4 separate regions of the Mus musculus genome follow, and all the other regions are linked to region 1. Evidence: chromatin contacts called from public HiChIP or PLAC-seq data. All regions are on one chromosome and are shown on one strand. Each heading gives the region's core, a stretch centred on a gene start, on an enhancer-like site or on the middle of the called end of the contact. The rest is flanking DNA. Distances are from core to core; before and after follow the strand shown. Region 1 holds the start of Apobec3 (apolipoprotein B mRNA editing enzyme, catalytic polypeptide 3). Region 2 holds the start of 1700088E04Rik (RIKEN cDNA 1700088E04 gene). Region 3 holds the start of Gcat (glycine C-acetyltransferase (2-amino-3-ketobutyrate-coenzyme A ligase)). Region 4 holds the start of Sh3bp1 (SH3-domain binding protein 1).

The links. HiChIP or PLAC-seq counts read pairs in DNA pulled down with a chosen protein or histone mark.
Region 2: an H3K4me3 HiChIP or PLAC-seq map of bone marrow-derived macrophages shows a contact between it and region 1, with 3 times the contacts expected there. The contact joins the promoter of 1700088E04Rik here to the promoter of Apobec3 in region 1. A contact is called at or near these places in 1 of 39 promoter capture datasets (liver) and 2 of 115 datasets of contacts at active chromatin or transcription factors (bone marrow-derived macrophages and memory CD8 T cells).
Region 3: a FOXA1 HiChIP or PLAC-seq map of pancreatic cancer cells shows a contact between it and region 1. The contact joins the promoter of Gcat here to the promoter of Apobec3 in region 1. A contact is called at or near these places in 3 of 115 datasets of contacts at active chromatin or transcription factors (bone marrow-derived macrophages, large pre-B cells and pancreatic cancer cells).
Region 4: a contact with region 1 is called in an H3K27ac HiChIP or PLAC-seq map of bone marrow-derived dendritic cells, with 4 times the contacts expected there. The contact joins the promoter of Sh3bp1 here to the promoter of Apobec3 in region 1. A contact is called at or near these places in 1 of 39 promoter capture datasets (liver) and 2 of 115 datasets of contacts at active chromatin or transcription factors (bone marrow-derived dendritic cells and pancreatic cancer cells).

The regions. Positions count from the first base shown.
Region 1 is chr15:79,890,406-79,893,921 of GRCm38.p6, forward strand. Apobec3 (apolipoprotein B mRNA editing enzyme, catalytic polypeptide 3) reads left to right here and starts at 2,003. Exons shown (of 8, transcript NM_030255.3): 1 at 2,003-2,164. The coding sequence starts at 2,112. It overlaps D730005E14Rik (RIKEN cDNA D730005E14 gene), which reads right to left and starts at 2,733. Exons shown (of 1, transcript NR_030675.1): 1 at 1-2,733.
Region 2 is chr15:79,139,946-79,143,349 of GRCm38.p6, forward strand. 1700088E04Rik (RIKEN cDNA 1700088E04 gene) reads right to left here and starts at 1,306. Exons shown (of 7, transcript NM_138581.2): 1 at 1,210-1,306; 2 at 936-1,047. The coding sequence starts at 1,038. Polr2f (polymerase (RNA) II (DNA directed) polypeptide F) reads left to right here and starts at 1,380. Exons shown (of 5, transcript NM_027231.2): 1 at 1,380-1,489. The coding sequence starts at 1,470.
Region 3 is chr15:79,029,073-79,032,254 of GRCm38.p6, forward strand. It overlaps Gcat (glycine C-acetyltransferase (2-amino-3-ketobutyrate-coenzyme A ligase)), which reads left to right and starts at 1,802. Exons shown (of 9, transcript NM_013847.4): 1 at 1,802-2,048. The coding sequence starts at 1,862. It overlaps H1f0 (H1.0 linker histone), which reads left to right. Exons shown (of 1, transcript NM_008197.3): 1 at 1-1,432. The coding sequence ends at 234.
Region 4 is chr15:78,897,585-78,901,122 of GRCm38.p6, forward strand. It overlaps Sh3bp1 (SH3-domain binding protein 1), which reads left to right and starts at 2,184. Exons shown (of 18, transcript NM_001316684.1): 1 at 2,184-2,377. The coding sequence starts at 2,319.

The DNA.
Region 1 (3,516 bases), core at 753-3,252:
TATTTATGCAGATTACTAATCTGTTTAATGCAGCTCTCTAGGGATGGCAGAAAAGCACCTGAATGCACTGTTCTCTGTCATTAACCACGCGGAGATGAACAAGGAGACCACAGCAAAGCGAGGCACAGTACCATGTGCCTGTGGTCCCCAGTCCTGAGGAGGCAGGGTCACAGAGATCTGGAGTCCAAGTTCAGCCTTGTTTACCTAGCGACCGTGTGTCTCAAAAAGCAAAGCAGAGCAAAACAACCGAACCACCTCACTATATCACTATAAATCCATTGGTGATTAAGATGAAATGAGCGACATCACTAGATGCCAGGCAGGGGGCATCTGGCATGGAGAATACAAAATGGCATCGCGACTGTAGGGGTATTTAGTAATTTCTCACTAAACCAAACACACAGGAGATAGGGAAATGGATCCGTCAAAAAACTTCCAATTTCTCTAGGACACACACTATGACCCTTGTACAAGGCAGTCGTTTCCAGGTTCACTGATCGATTAAAATTCCATCCAAGGCACTTCAGGAGACATCCCATCTCTCTTGTCAGAGGATAGAGGACAGGCTGGAGAGATGATTCAGTGGTGAGGTAAGAGCACCCAGGGTCAGTTCCCAGCACCCACACTGCTGCTCACAACCATCTGGAACTCCAGTACCCAGGGACCTGGTGCCCTCTTTTGAATGGTATATACACATAGGTGCAAACAAACACTCATACAAATACATGTAATAAAGAAATAAATACAGTGACTGGCGCTATTTCTTTCATTCATTTCTTATAACAGTTTGGGCACTTGCTAAGTTTCTTACATAAACCACATTTTATCTTGCCAGCATCCCAATAAGGTAGCTTTTTTAAAATGCCCATTTATAGATGAAGAATATTAGACTCAGGATGTTAAATAAATCATCAAAGGCCACATTAAGAAAGAGACAGAATATCTTGGCTGCAGGGCTGGTATTATTAGCACTATGTCCTCCTTTGGATCTGAGTTTGGTGCATTTTCTGGATCTACTTTTGTTATATTTTCTTTTTATATGTGTCTACTTCCGACTGAAGTATTATTTCCCATTAGTGCTGTTATATTGTGTCCATTTGTTTTCCAAGACAGTAGAAAACTACACACACTCCCTCCCCCACCAAGTTCAACAAGTTTGGCTTTGTAAAGAAATAAGGATAGCCTTCCACCAGATGGGGGCGCTGTGACACGCTCGCCCTACAGGAACTGGCTACTGTGCCCAGAGCCTCTGTGGAGAGCACCGTGTATACCTGCACACGTGTATCCCAAACCACTGGAAGATTACTTGACTCCGTGTGCATTCACTCCTCCAAAGAACGCTAGCTGAACCTCAATAACCAGAAGCGTGCACTTGCTACATTTGACTGGTCCACGCTACTGCCCTCGAGAGACACAGGTCTGTGAGAACAGTAAACTCATTTCGGTCTCCCTCATCTGCAGGGAAACAAGCTTGGATGACGGGCTCTGATACCAGCTCGGCCACCTGCTGCTGGCTGATTCGGAGCCATCAATGATCCATTTTTGTGCTCCCCGTTGATCTCAGTCTAGCTCCACACCTGGGGCAGTTGGGAAATTAGAGGTGAAGGGTGCCAAAATCCAAGCCACAATTAGAAATGCGAAGCCAGGCTGTCCCCTCCCCTCCTAAGCCGAAGGGAGAAAATGTAAGGGTCCCCACTCCTTAACACCTACAGAGTCAAACCCTTGGTTCAACTGGCAGCTTTGGCTGCAAGCTCGGCACAGGATGGTCTAGGCAGGTTGGATGGAGACGCCTGGGGCCACCCTTGGGGCGTCTGTCCTACCCTCACCGCGGTCGGCATCAGCTTCTCTCTACCATCAGTTAGTTTCCCTTTCTCTTTGCGATCCCCGCGGGCCGCTGTACAGAGGAGCAGGTCTCTGCCAAGCCAAGGGACAAAGAGGTGGGCAGGAGCCTTCTGGGCTTGATCGCCTAGAGCCCTCCCATTCCGGGAGCTGATGCAGGAAGAAGGTGGGGCCTGCATTCACTTGGCCCGGGAGGTCAGTTTCACTTCTGGGGGTCTTCCATAGCCTGCTCACAGAAAATGCAACCCCAGCGCCTGGGGCCCAGAGCTGGGATGGGACCATTCTGTCTGGGATGCAGCCATCGCAAATGCTATTCACCGATCAGGTACCGCTGGCCCCGCTCCTCCAAAATTTTCACTGCAGTCTCTTCCTGGTGGCCCCCATTTTGCTGTATACCGAGCCTCTCCTCTAGGTCCCCAGCTCCCGATTCCTCTCTCACATTCTCCAGGATACTCCGTAGCTCCCACTCCCCTCGAGGGTCCTTGTTCTGAGCCGCTTCGGTTACCTTATAGCTGCTTCTAAACTGGCCACCCTGTACCCCTCTCCACGTCACCCATATTTCTTCCTGTTGAGACTTCTCAGTCTGGGGTTACTCGCCTTTGGGTCTTCATGCTGATCCAGGGCTAGGCTGGTCTGGGCTTCAAATTTTAAAGAGAAATCCATGGAAGCAGACTTTGGACGACCATGTATGGAGAACTTTCGATAGATGTCCTAGAATATCCGTGCTGTTTTAACCCAACCTCAGGGGATACTGGGAGAAGAGGGGACCACTCTCTAAGGCAATGTGAACCACCTTTCCAGAAGTAGCCACTCTGAGCTGGGAAAGGGAAAGGGTAAAGAGAAATTCCCCTAACACACCCATTGCCTGGATGCTTGTGGAGACTTCTCGGAACCACACCAGTCAGCTAAGAGAAAAAGAGAAATAATAGGGGGCGGGGTTGGCACTGGAGAGAGATGGCTCAGCAGTTAAGAACCTTTGTCACCTTCCACAGAGGACCAACTGCTACCAGCAAACACATGGTATGGCTCACAACCACCTATAACTACAGCTTCTGGGAATCCAAGGCCTTCTCCTGACCCCCAGACATGCACATATTAATTCAGAACACATACACATATGTATACATGCCCAATGGCAAGAGATGTGAGTGGCCGGGTGTGGTGGCGCACGCCTTTAATCCCAGCACTCGGGAGGCAGAGGCAGTCGGATTTCTGAGTTCAAGGCCAGCCTACAAAGTGAGTTCCAGGACAGCCAGGACTACACAGAGAAACCCTGTCTCGAAAAAAACAAAAGAAAAAAAAAAAGAAAGAGAGAGATGTGAGTGTATTTTAAACCTACATATAAGAAGAAAGTTATACTGCCTACTCCCTTGGGTGACATTCTGATTTTTGTCCCTTCTCCTGGTGCCTGTGATGTCGGTGGAGGCCACTGTCCCGTGGGCAGCCCAGCTGCAAGTGGTGCGTGCATGCGTGGGTGTGGTGGAAATGCAGGCTTTAACTTCAAAGCTAATACTTTTACCCGCTGAACCATCTCCCTGGCCCGTCTTTCGAACCAATTCACCTCACCCTGAGCAACTTTGTCCTGTCCAGTGATGGATAGACCTGTATAGAGAGAGGCGACAGTCATATCACAGAATAGCATGTCTTCAGTCTTCAACAGAAAGCCCCTGGCCAGCT
Region 2 (3,404 bases), core at 56-2,555, 750 kb before region 1:
CGTGTATGGCTGCCTGTGGAGGGCAGGGAAAGGCACTGACTCATAGGAAGCTAGAGTTACACATTGCTTTGACCCACCTGATATGGTTGTGGGGGATTGAACTTGGGTCCTTGAGAATAGCCAGTGCTCTTAATCTCTGAGCCATCTTTCCAGTCCTTATTTTATTTCAAGGATAGGTTCTTACTATATTATCTAGGCTAGCTTTTCTTGGGCTCAGGCAATCCTCCCATTACATATGCCTAAGACACACACACTTTTTTGGTGACTGGCTAACATGGGTGCTGGGGAATGAGCTTTCAAAGGGCAGTACATGTTCCTAACCACTGAGCCAGCTCTCCAACTGTAACACACACAGACTTTTTTGTGTATGGTGTGCTGGGGCTGAAACCCAGACTCCACATCTGCCTAGAATATACTCTGTCACTGAGCAACACCTTCAGCTCTATAATTTTCTCCTGTTCATTTTTCTTGTTACCCTCCTGTGTTATCAGTTTTCTGAGAGCAAGAGTTGTCCTTTGCAATCCTCTCAACACTCTATTCCTAGTACCTAGGACAATATCCAAATCACACATTAGGTTTTTGTCGTTGAATAATTAAGTGCATACATGCTCATTCATGTAGCAGAGGCTGGAGCTACAGTTGTGAGCAGAAACAGGCACGTTTCTTTGCCTGGTGGTGTTCACCATTTAGAAGGTGACACTAAACACCTCTAAGACTGTATAATGTCTAAGCCTGGTGAAGGGAATTGAATTTGGTACTGTGAAGGTCCCACTGCAGTGAGGAGATAGGCTTCATTGAAAGTGCATGTAAAAGATGAACTAACCATTCCAAAATTCTCCATCTCTGGTCTTTGATTCTTCCCCGAACCTTTCAGAATCCCAAGCTCTTAAGGAAAAACCGCACCGCTCGGGTCGTTGATCCCCTAATGCACTGACCTCTGAGCAGCTCACAAGTCCCCGGCGTGTAACCTGCTTGCTTACGGCAGCGGCGGAACCCGGTTCCTTTGGTCACCGAGTCCACCCTTTCCTGGGAAGCCATGGGAGGGCCCTAGGAGGGAGAGAAGCAATGACTCGCCCTAGTTACGCTTCGCAATCCGGACCTCTCATCACGAGCAACCTGGGAGTCTGAGAAGCTGGTGCCCGACCCCTCGGCTCCGGACAGCGCAGTGACCACAGTCCCTATCGTGACGGTCCGGGGAGGAGCGCTCACCTTAGGCGATGACCTGGGCGTGACAGAGCCCTCCGCACGGAGAAACTCCAAGGAGCTAGAGTGTCAGCGTCCTCACTAATCGCTCCTTGTTACCATGGTAACTAGCGACACGCCTCCACGCACGCGCATTAGCGTCTGGTCGGCCGCTGCTTCCCGGAAGTAACTGCGCCTGGGTCACGGCGCAAGCGCAAACTACGCGTGGTGCGGCGAGGGGCAAAGGCGCGCGTTCTCTGCTCTGCGCCCCGGGCGGAGAAGGCATCATGTCAGACAACGAGGACAAGTGAGCACGGGCCACGGAAGGAGGGAGGTCGTGGTGCGAGCAGGGCTCTTGGAGCACAGGCTAGCCCAGCTGCTGGGTTGGTGGGGCGAAGTCTTCAGAACTTCCTACCTCGCGGAGCAATGGGGACAGTGGTCAGAGAGTTCAGTCCGTGTGGCCCCTGTCCTCTGAGCGCTCTCTTTCTGGAAGGGAATGCCAGAGGTGTGTAGCTTGTGTAGTCGTGGAAGTAGGAAGGAAAAAGCAACCCAGAGAATGGCCTGGAAGGCTGGGAGCAGACGCGGGCTTGGGCTAGGTGTGATAGTAGCAGAGGTGGCAGAAGTGGGGATAGACTCTAGAGAGCATGAAGTTTAGTGTTGTTTGAGGCAAGGCCTCACTCTGAAACCCAGGCTGCCCGGGAATTCACTATATAGCTAAGGCTGGCTTTGAATTCGACACAGTCCTCTGCTTCAGCTTCCCAAGTGTTGATATATCTGGCATGAACCACCAGACCCAGCTGGATTATGGACATTTTTTTTTTTTTTTTCCGAGACAGGGTTTCTCTGTATAGCCCAGGCTGTCCTGGAACTCACTTTTGTAGATCAGGCTGAACTCAGGAATTCACCCACCTCTGCCTCCCCAAGTGCTGGGATTAAAGGCGTGCGCCACCACCACCCGGCTGGACATATTTTTATTTTATTTATTTGGAGACCAAATATAACCTTATATCAGGTGGTTCGAACATAGAGATTCATCTACCTCTGCTTTCCAGGTGATTTTTGTTCTTTTTTTTTTTTTTTTTTCCTGAGACAGAGTCTTTCAACATAGTCCTAGCTGTGTCTGGAAGTCACTGTGTAGATTTGGCTGTCCTCAAACTTACAGAGATCTGCCTGCTTTCACCTCCTGAGCACTGGATTACAGGCGTGCGCCACCATGCCTGGATCCTGATATATTTTAAAGATAGAACCTAAAGGATTTCTTGATACGCTGTATATGTTAATCAAGAGAGAAGATGAACTATGGTAGTCCTGATAGATCAGTCAGAATTCAGAGTCTGGGCGTGGTGGTTCACACCTGTAATCCTAGCACTTGGGAGGCTACTGCAGGGGAATTGTCCTGAACTAGATGTCAACATAGTGAGTCTCAGGCCAGCCTGAGTTACATACTGTGCAGTAAGATTGACTTCAAAACAAGCATACAAAATACAGTCAAAAATGCAATGAAAGCAGAGATGACGGCGTTGACCAGGGCAGTGATTGCCACCAGAGAAGAGATGGTGAGTGAGTGACTTGGGGGGAAGAGAACCCAGAAAAGCATCCCCTCCCCCAGAGTGGGAGGCAGGAGGGAGGAGCCAGGTATGCTGGCTGTCCAGGGGAAGGGTTCAGCATTGTAAAGATCCTTAGTGAAGCTGGGGGTGGTGCAAGCCTTTGATTCCAGCACTCAGGGCAGAGACTTGGGGGGGGGGGGGGGAATCTCTCAGTTCCAGGCCAGCCTTGTCTGCAGAGTGAGTTCCAGGCCAGCCTTGTCTGCAGAGTGAGTTCCAGGACAGCCAGGCAGCACAAAGAGACACTTTTCTTTTTTTTTTTTTTTTTTTTTTTAAAGATTTATTTATTTATTACATGTAAGTACACTGTAGCTGTCTTCAGACACACCAGAAGAGGGCGTCAGATTTCGTTACAGATGGTTGTGAGCCACCATGTGGTTGCTGGGATTTGAACTCTGGACCTTTGGAAGAACAGTCGGGTGCTCTTACCCACTGAGCCATCTCACCAGCCCCTTTTTTTTTTAAAGATTTATTTATTTACTATATGTAAGTACACTGTAGTTGTCTTCAGATACACCAGAAGAGGGCACCAGATCTCATTACGGGTGGTTGTGAGCCACCATGTGGTTGCTGGGATTTGAACTTCAGACCTTCGGAAGAGCAGTCGGGTGCCCTTAC
Region 3 (3,182 bases), core at 552-3,051, 860 kb before region 1:
GCCACTCCAAAGAAGGCAGCCAAGCCCAAGAAGGCTGCCTCCAAAGCCCCAAGCAAGAAACCCAAAGCCACCCCTGTCAAGAAGGCCAAGAAGAAGCCGGCTGCCACGCCCAAGAAAGCCAAAAAGCCCAAGGTTGTCAAAGTCAAACCAGTCAAGGCCTCCAAACCCAAGAAGGCCAAAACCGTGAAGCCCAAAGCCAAGTCGAGTGCCAAGAGGGCCAGCAAGAAGAAGTGAAGACTTTGCTTGGGGACACTCCTTCCTCCCTCCTGTTTTCTGTAAATACATTTCCTCACTTGATTCCATCTGCAACCCTTTGCCCATTCTATTCTGACTTTATTAAAGAGGACAGAGTTTGGATCCCTCATACAGACATTGTGGAATGACTCCTTTTTCCTTAACCTATTGTGCAAGGACAGCAAACAGACCTCATCTTTGTAATGATGGAGACGTACTTTTTTCTTGATTTGATATTAACCTTCTTACGGGGTTAGGGATGGGAGGGGGGAGGATGTGTGTTTCAGTCGGTGGTTTGTTTACTATGAAGGAACTGGCAAAGTTCTGGCTAGGTGAGGGGACCCAGGAACTAAGGTTTGTCTTCCAAGACTTTCTTAGACTGCTTGTCCCTCGTGAGCTTTTCAAAACCTTTGATGGGGAGCAGGTGACACCCCACCTAGCTGGCCAAGGAGGGAGGGAAAATTCCCTGGGGCTGCCCTACCAACGGTGGTAAGTTGGAGACCTGGTTGCTTTTTCTCTTCTGCCCTAGTGCCTCCCCATTGTCTAAAGGGGCAAAGGGGTCCAAGTGACAGCTGGTTAGAGAAGCCATAGCTTCTCACAACCAGGATCTAGCCATTGGGAAGGAGGGGTCTTTTTCAGTAGTCTCTGGTTAAATGCGAGTGGACTTAGGGGGAGGGGTGGGTAATCAGCCAAGTGCCTCAGTGTGCCTATGGAAACTTGGGTTTTTTCCACACGATTGATGGATTGCGTCCTAGCAGGACTTTGTACGTTTCCTTTCTTCCCTTTCCTGTGTAAGATGTGGCTTTGCTTGGTGCCGCTTCAGGTCTACCAGCTGCCACTTAAAACCCTCCAACCTCTTTTACTCTTTGAGTTTTTTTTCTAAGTAGCGGAGGAGGGGGAGAGGCAGGGAGTGGACTGTAAGACATACTCCAGTTGATTCGAATTTGCTAGGTAGCTTTAGAGAGGCAGGATTGTGTGCATGTGTGTATATGTATATATCCATATCTAAGACTAGGACTTAGTCTCACTTCGGGAGCTGGGAGAAAAAAATCTGTACAGTTGTCTTTCTCTTATTTTAATAAAATTAGAAACTCGCGCACCCTACCCCACCCCTTTTTAAACAAGTGTAACTAGTGCCCGGGAGAAATTACTGTGGTTGTAATTTTAAAACTTTAAAATAAAACTGGAAAGGAAAAAATCTGAGTGGTGCGTTTTTCTTTAACTGGAGGAGAGAGGAGCGATCTGACGGGCAATGTGGGGACGCCACGTTCGCGCCAGAGAATAGCAAAGCTTTGGAGTGACAGGGACGCTCCAACAGGAGGGTCAGCTGGGCACGTAGGTGGGTCTTCGGGAGAGGTAGGTGTGTAGGCAAGGTCTCGGGAGGAGAGGCGTTGAAGTCGCTTTCTCCGCCTACTCAGCTTCCCCATCGCGGACCTCCCGGGTGTCGACTTACAAATCAATCCTTTCTTGGCGGGCCGACGCTGTCAGGCTCCGCCCGCGGGTGGAGTCTCCCATCCTTTTAAAGTGAGCTCCTGTTGTTCTGATTTGCTGCCGGGGCCCTGCCCACGTCACGTGACGGGGAGCACTAGACTTCAGGCTGGCCAGCGCACTTTAGCCTGTGGGCGCGATGTGGGCCAGCTTCATGTGGCACGGGGCGCTGTCCCCTGGCCGCCGCGCACATTCAGCGCTGGCTCAGTTGCGCTGCATCCTGGACAGCGAACTGGAAGGGATCCGCGGAGCCGGCACCTGGAAGAGTGAGCGTGTGATCACGTCCCGCCAGGGACCGAGCATCCGCGTGGACGGCATCTCGGGAGGTAACTTCCCCTCCTGAGAGTCCTCGTACCTGGTCAGGAGGCCAAGAGCCCTTCCAAGGCTTGCATGTGAATGGAGGCCCTAGGGTGGGTGTGGGAGAGGCACGTGCACTCTTAGCTGCTGGTCTGTCTGGGGCACACTATGGCCTCCTTGTGTTAACTCCACCTGTTTAAACCTGTTTCAAAGGAGGGAGGTGATTTTAATCCGTCAGCACCTTTTGGGTGAGAGAGCTAGGCTGCACTGAGACCCCACCCTATGAGAAAAAGAGAGCGATATCCAGCTGCCTCAGCTCCCTACACCTAGTTTCCAGGAGGAGTGACTGGAACAAAACTTTCCTTGAGCAGATGTGTGTGAAGGGCTCCAGTTGCTGCACCTTTACTCATGATGGCATCTGTATGCAAGAGGGACCATTCCCCCCCCCCCCCTTGGTTTTTTGAGACAGGGTTTCTCTGTGTAGTCCTGGCTGTCCTGGAACCTGCTCTGTAGACCAGGCTAGCCTCAGCCTCCAAATTGATCTCAGCATCCAAATTGCTGAGATCAAAGACATACAGCACCAAGCCTGGTTTGAGAGACCAATTTTTAGGGAAAGGAAATATGCTGTTATCCCAGCATTCAGGTCTATACAGAGAAACCCTGTCTCAAAAAACATAAATAAATAAGAAAGGAAGAAGGTGAAATACAAGTAGATTTCCCCAGACCCTTCACTGGTCAGCTCCAGTGTCCCAGGATATTGGAGTGGAAGACCAGCTTCCTCCCAAGAGGCTAAAGTCTTTTTTTTTTTAAGATTTATTTATTATTATATGTAAATACACTGTAGCTGTCTTCAGACACTCCAGAAGAGGGAGTCAGATTTTGTTACAGATGGTTGTGAGCCACCATGTGGTTGCTGGGATTTGAACTCTGGACCTTCGGAAGAGCAGTCGGGTGCTCTTACCCACTGAGCCATCTCACCAGCCATGAGGCTAAAGTCTTAAGCAAGTAAGGGGACTAAGGCTGCAGAAGTTCTCATGCCTGTACCTGTCTTTCCCTAAAGAGAACCATAAAATGAACCTCTTGTCTTCTAACAATACCTTCAGCCGGACCAAACAGCTCTCCCGGAGTGATTTCAGAGAGATATATAATCAGTAGGTTGGGGA
Region 4 (3,538 bases), core at 934-3,433, 990 kb before region 1:
CGTATGGTTCAAGCTTCAGGGCTTTCCACCTTCAATGATTCAACACCAAGGTCACCCAGCCTGGAAGTATAGCAGCTTTATCTGGTCAGATCCAGAAGGCCCCAGGTCTGGCTGCAGGAACAGCAAGAGCCAAGACAGGAGGAAGGGGCGGGGCAAGAGCTTGGATGGGTTGATAATACACTCTAGTCATTTCTTAACAAAAAAACAAAAAAGAAACCTGCTATTTCAGCCAAGGGAGCTGTCCCCTCCCCAGGCTAGTTAGGGCTAGGCCGGGACAAGCCAAGAAGGCGTAGGGTATAAGCCAGGACTGCCTTGAAGTACCTTTCAGACCAACCCTGGACATGAAGGCAGAAGCACCGTAGAGATCAGAGACTTCCCTGGAGGCATGAAGGTGCTAGCCTGGAGCGGGAATCGTCCTAAGGCTCATCCGGTAGAATGTACCCACTGCCAAATCAGGGAAAACTGAAACGCAAAAATGTTCTGGGTAGGACCGGGAGGATGGAGAAAAAAAGGGCCAGGACTAGAAGCAAGATGTTGTCTTACCCATTAGGAGGCCAGGTCTATACCACTCTAGTATCTCCCCAAGGCTGACACCTCTCTAGAATCTTTTTTTTTTTTTAAAGATTTTTATTTATTTACTAAGTATACAGTGTTCTGCCTGTATGCATGCCTGCAGGCCAGAAGGGAACACCAGATCCCATTACAGATGGTTGGGAGCCACCATGTGGTTGCTGGGAGTTGAACTCAGGACCACTGAAGAGCAGTCAGTGCTCTTAACTGCTGCGCCATCTCTCCAGCCCCCTCTTTAGAATCTTTTGCCATCTCTTCTCCAAACACTGGGCAGCAGCCTTCCTTCCCATCGGAAAAAGAAAGACAAGGAAGCTGCTCTGCCTTCTCAACTCCCCATCAGAGAGCCAGGATTCCACTGATGAGAGGCTGTGGCTGTTCCTGGCCAGTATGTTCTGGCTGCAGCAGCTGCTGGGACCCCTCTGGGCTCCTCCCACACTCGATAGGACTTCTTAAATGGGGAAAGCGGCTGAGTGAACACCATGTGCCAGACCTGTGCTGGGTACACAGAGATGTCTGGAGCAAAGGGAAGTCTTTGAGGAGCACACCAACTCTCTACCCCCACACAGTAGGTGCTCAAGTGGTATGGCTCTGAACTGAAACTAAGAGAGCAAAGCTTGGTGTGGTGCACAGGGCTTCCTGTAGTCACCCTTCCCCCTCCCAAGCCTGAAGGGTGCATACTGAAGTCAGCTTGCAGTTGCCCACCGGCTCTCTTGCTCTGTAGCTATGAACACCTATTGTATGCTCAGGCTGGTGTTCAGCGGAACATTTCAAAGAGAAAATCGGGTTTGGGGGTTCAGAGCAGCACCCATACATATCAAGGCCTGACAAGAAGGAAGGGCAGGCGCCTGGGACATTTGCTAAAAGAAATGAGAAAGAGTTTTACAAATAGGGGAAGCGGTCAAAGCTTGGGACTCTTTAAAGTGTAGAGTGACAGGACCTCAAGGGCTGACGAGCAGACCAAGCAGACCAGGGTATCTTGTTTACCCTGTGGCATAGACTGGACAAGGACAGTTGTCCTACCAAGCTACTATACACAATGAATGCAGAATTTTGGGGACTGATCCAAGGACATTAGTATCTGGTAGTCCCAGGTACCCCAAGTTCTGAGCCAGTGGTCCAGCAGGCAAGGGGGATGGTCAGGGAATAGTATGGTGGAGAAGAAGTCCCCAGGCAGCATCCCCTAGTGACTGGCCTGCACAGGTCCTGAAGGCCTGTCCCTTCTAGGCAGCCTTCCTTTCCCTCTAAGAGAGCAAAGGTTGTTTATACCCAGGGCGGTGATGGCAGGAGCAGCTTACCTGCTTCCCGCCACCCGCCGCGGTGACAGGACAGGCTGCGGGAAGGAAGAGCCCGCACTCAACTGCGGACCTCAGAGAGACAGACCGACGGACACTCGGCAGGCGGGTCGGACAACCCGGGGGTCGTTGAGGCCCGGAAGCAGAGAGAGAGAGAGAGAGAGAGAGAGAGAGAGAGAGAGAGAGAGAGAGAGAGAGAGAGAGAGACTCCAAACTTGAGAGAGAGAGAGACTCCAAACTTGGAGAAAGGAGTGACCTGGGGGCCGGGGGCGGAGTCGTGAGCGGGGGAGGAGAGCGCCCGCGCCAGCGCCAGCACCAGCCAGAGGAGCGCGCCGGCCCAGGAAGCCAGAGCGCCGCCCACCCATCCGGGGCGAAGCGCGCGGGGAAGCAGGCTGGGCCGGGGGCTGCCAGCCTCAACCCCCAAGGTGACTCCTCGGCCCCCTGCCCGGACCCAAGATGATGAAGAGGCAGTTGCACCGCATGCGGCAGCTGGCCCACACGGGCAGCTCGGGACGGTGAGTGTCACCCGCTTCTAGCCGTGCTATCGTTTCGCAGGACCTGAGCGAGCGCAGGAGAGTGGGGAACTGGTCACAGAGGTCGAAGATATCTAGGCAGCGGCCCTCTGGCATGCCAGAGCCCTGACCTCGTTTCCTGGGGTCTGAAGTCACTGTGGTCGCACAAGCATAGCTGGCTTTTGCGGGCGGTGGAGGGGGAGCGGGGGAAGGCACCTCCATTCCCGGTTGGAGAGGCTGCTGCAGAGAGCAGAATGCGTCCTGAGCCAAGACGCTGCCTGGAACCTCATTTGTCCCCTCCGGACAATGGGAACAGTTAGCCACCTCTAACTGGAGGGAAGGGGAGGAACGGAGCCGATCGGGGGCCCCAGACCCTGGGGGAAGGGACTGGCAGTGTTCTGGCCTGGGGAGGAGGGGCCTGCTCTGCTCTGGGTGTCCGTCCCCTCCCCCAACCCAGGGGCCTCCTGCCATTTGGTCCTGCTTCTGCTTTTCGTAGGCTCAGGTAGAGACACCCCTTGGTCTCCTCGGTTCCCAGCCCCAAAACTATGGGAGCGGAAGTTTGGGGAGTTTCTCGGAGCCTTTCTTTCTGTCCCTCTTCCCCAGCCTGGGAGTTCCCCATTCTTTGGGCCCAGAGAGGTGACCGTGTATCCAGAAACTTGATCCAGACCTTGCAGTGACACAAACACTTATATGTACCTACGAAGCCAAGCCACTCTGCCCTGAACCCATGTCCCTATGTATCCTTGGGCAGAGTCCCCAGACCTGCCCACAGCTGCAGTCCAATGTCGTATGCCTGTGGGCCTGGCCACCCCGGAGACCAGCTTCCACACTTCCCGTTCTGGGGGCCAGCTTAGGCCTCCTCTTTCCGGGCCAGGCAAACTATTTAGGGGGATGGGGAGATGAGAAACTTTTCCTCTGTCCCGAAGTTGGGCCCTGGGTAGCTCCCTCCTGCTTTTTTCGGTGTCATGGGTCCACCCTCTCCCAGGACACAGCCCTGGGTGGAGGAGGAAGCAGGCATGCATCCTCTTAACTACCATGGAATGTGCTCCAGCTACGATGTGGACGGGCCACCCAGGCTTGGTGGGTCCTGGAAGCATCTTGGGTTCAGGTTCCATGTGCAGGGGTTAGAGGGAGGCAGTGGGTTCCCTAACCCAGACTGACTCA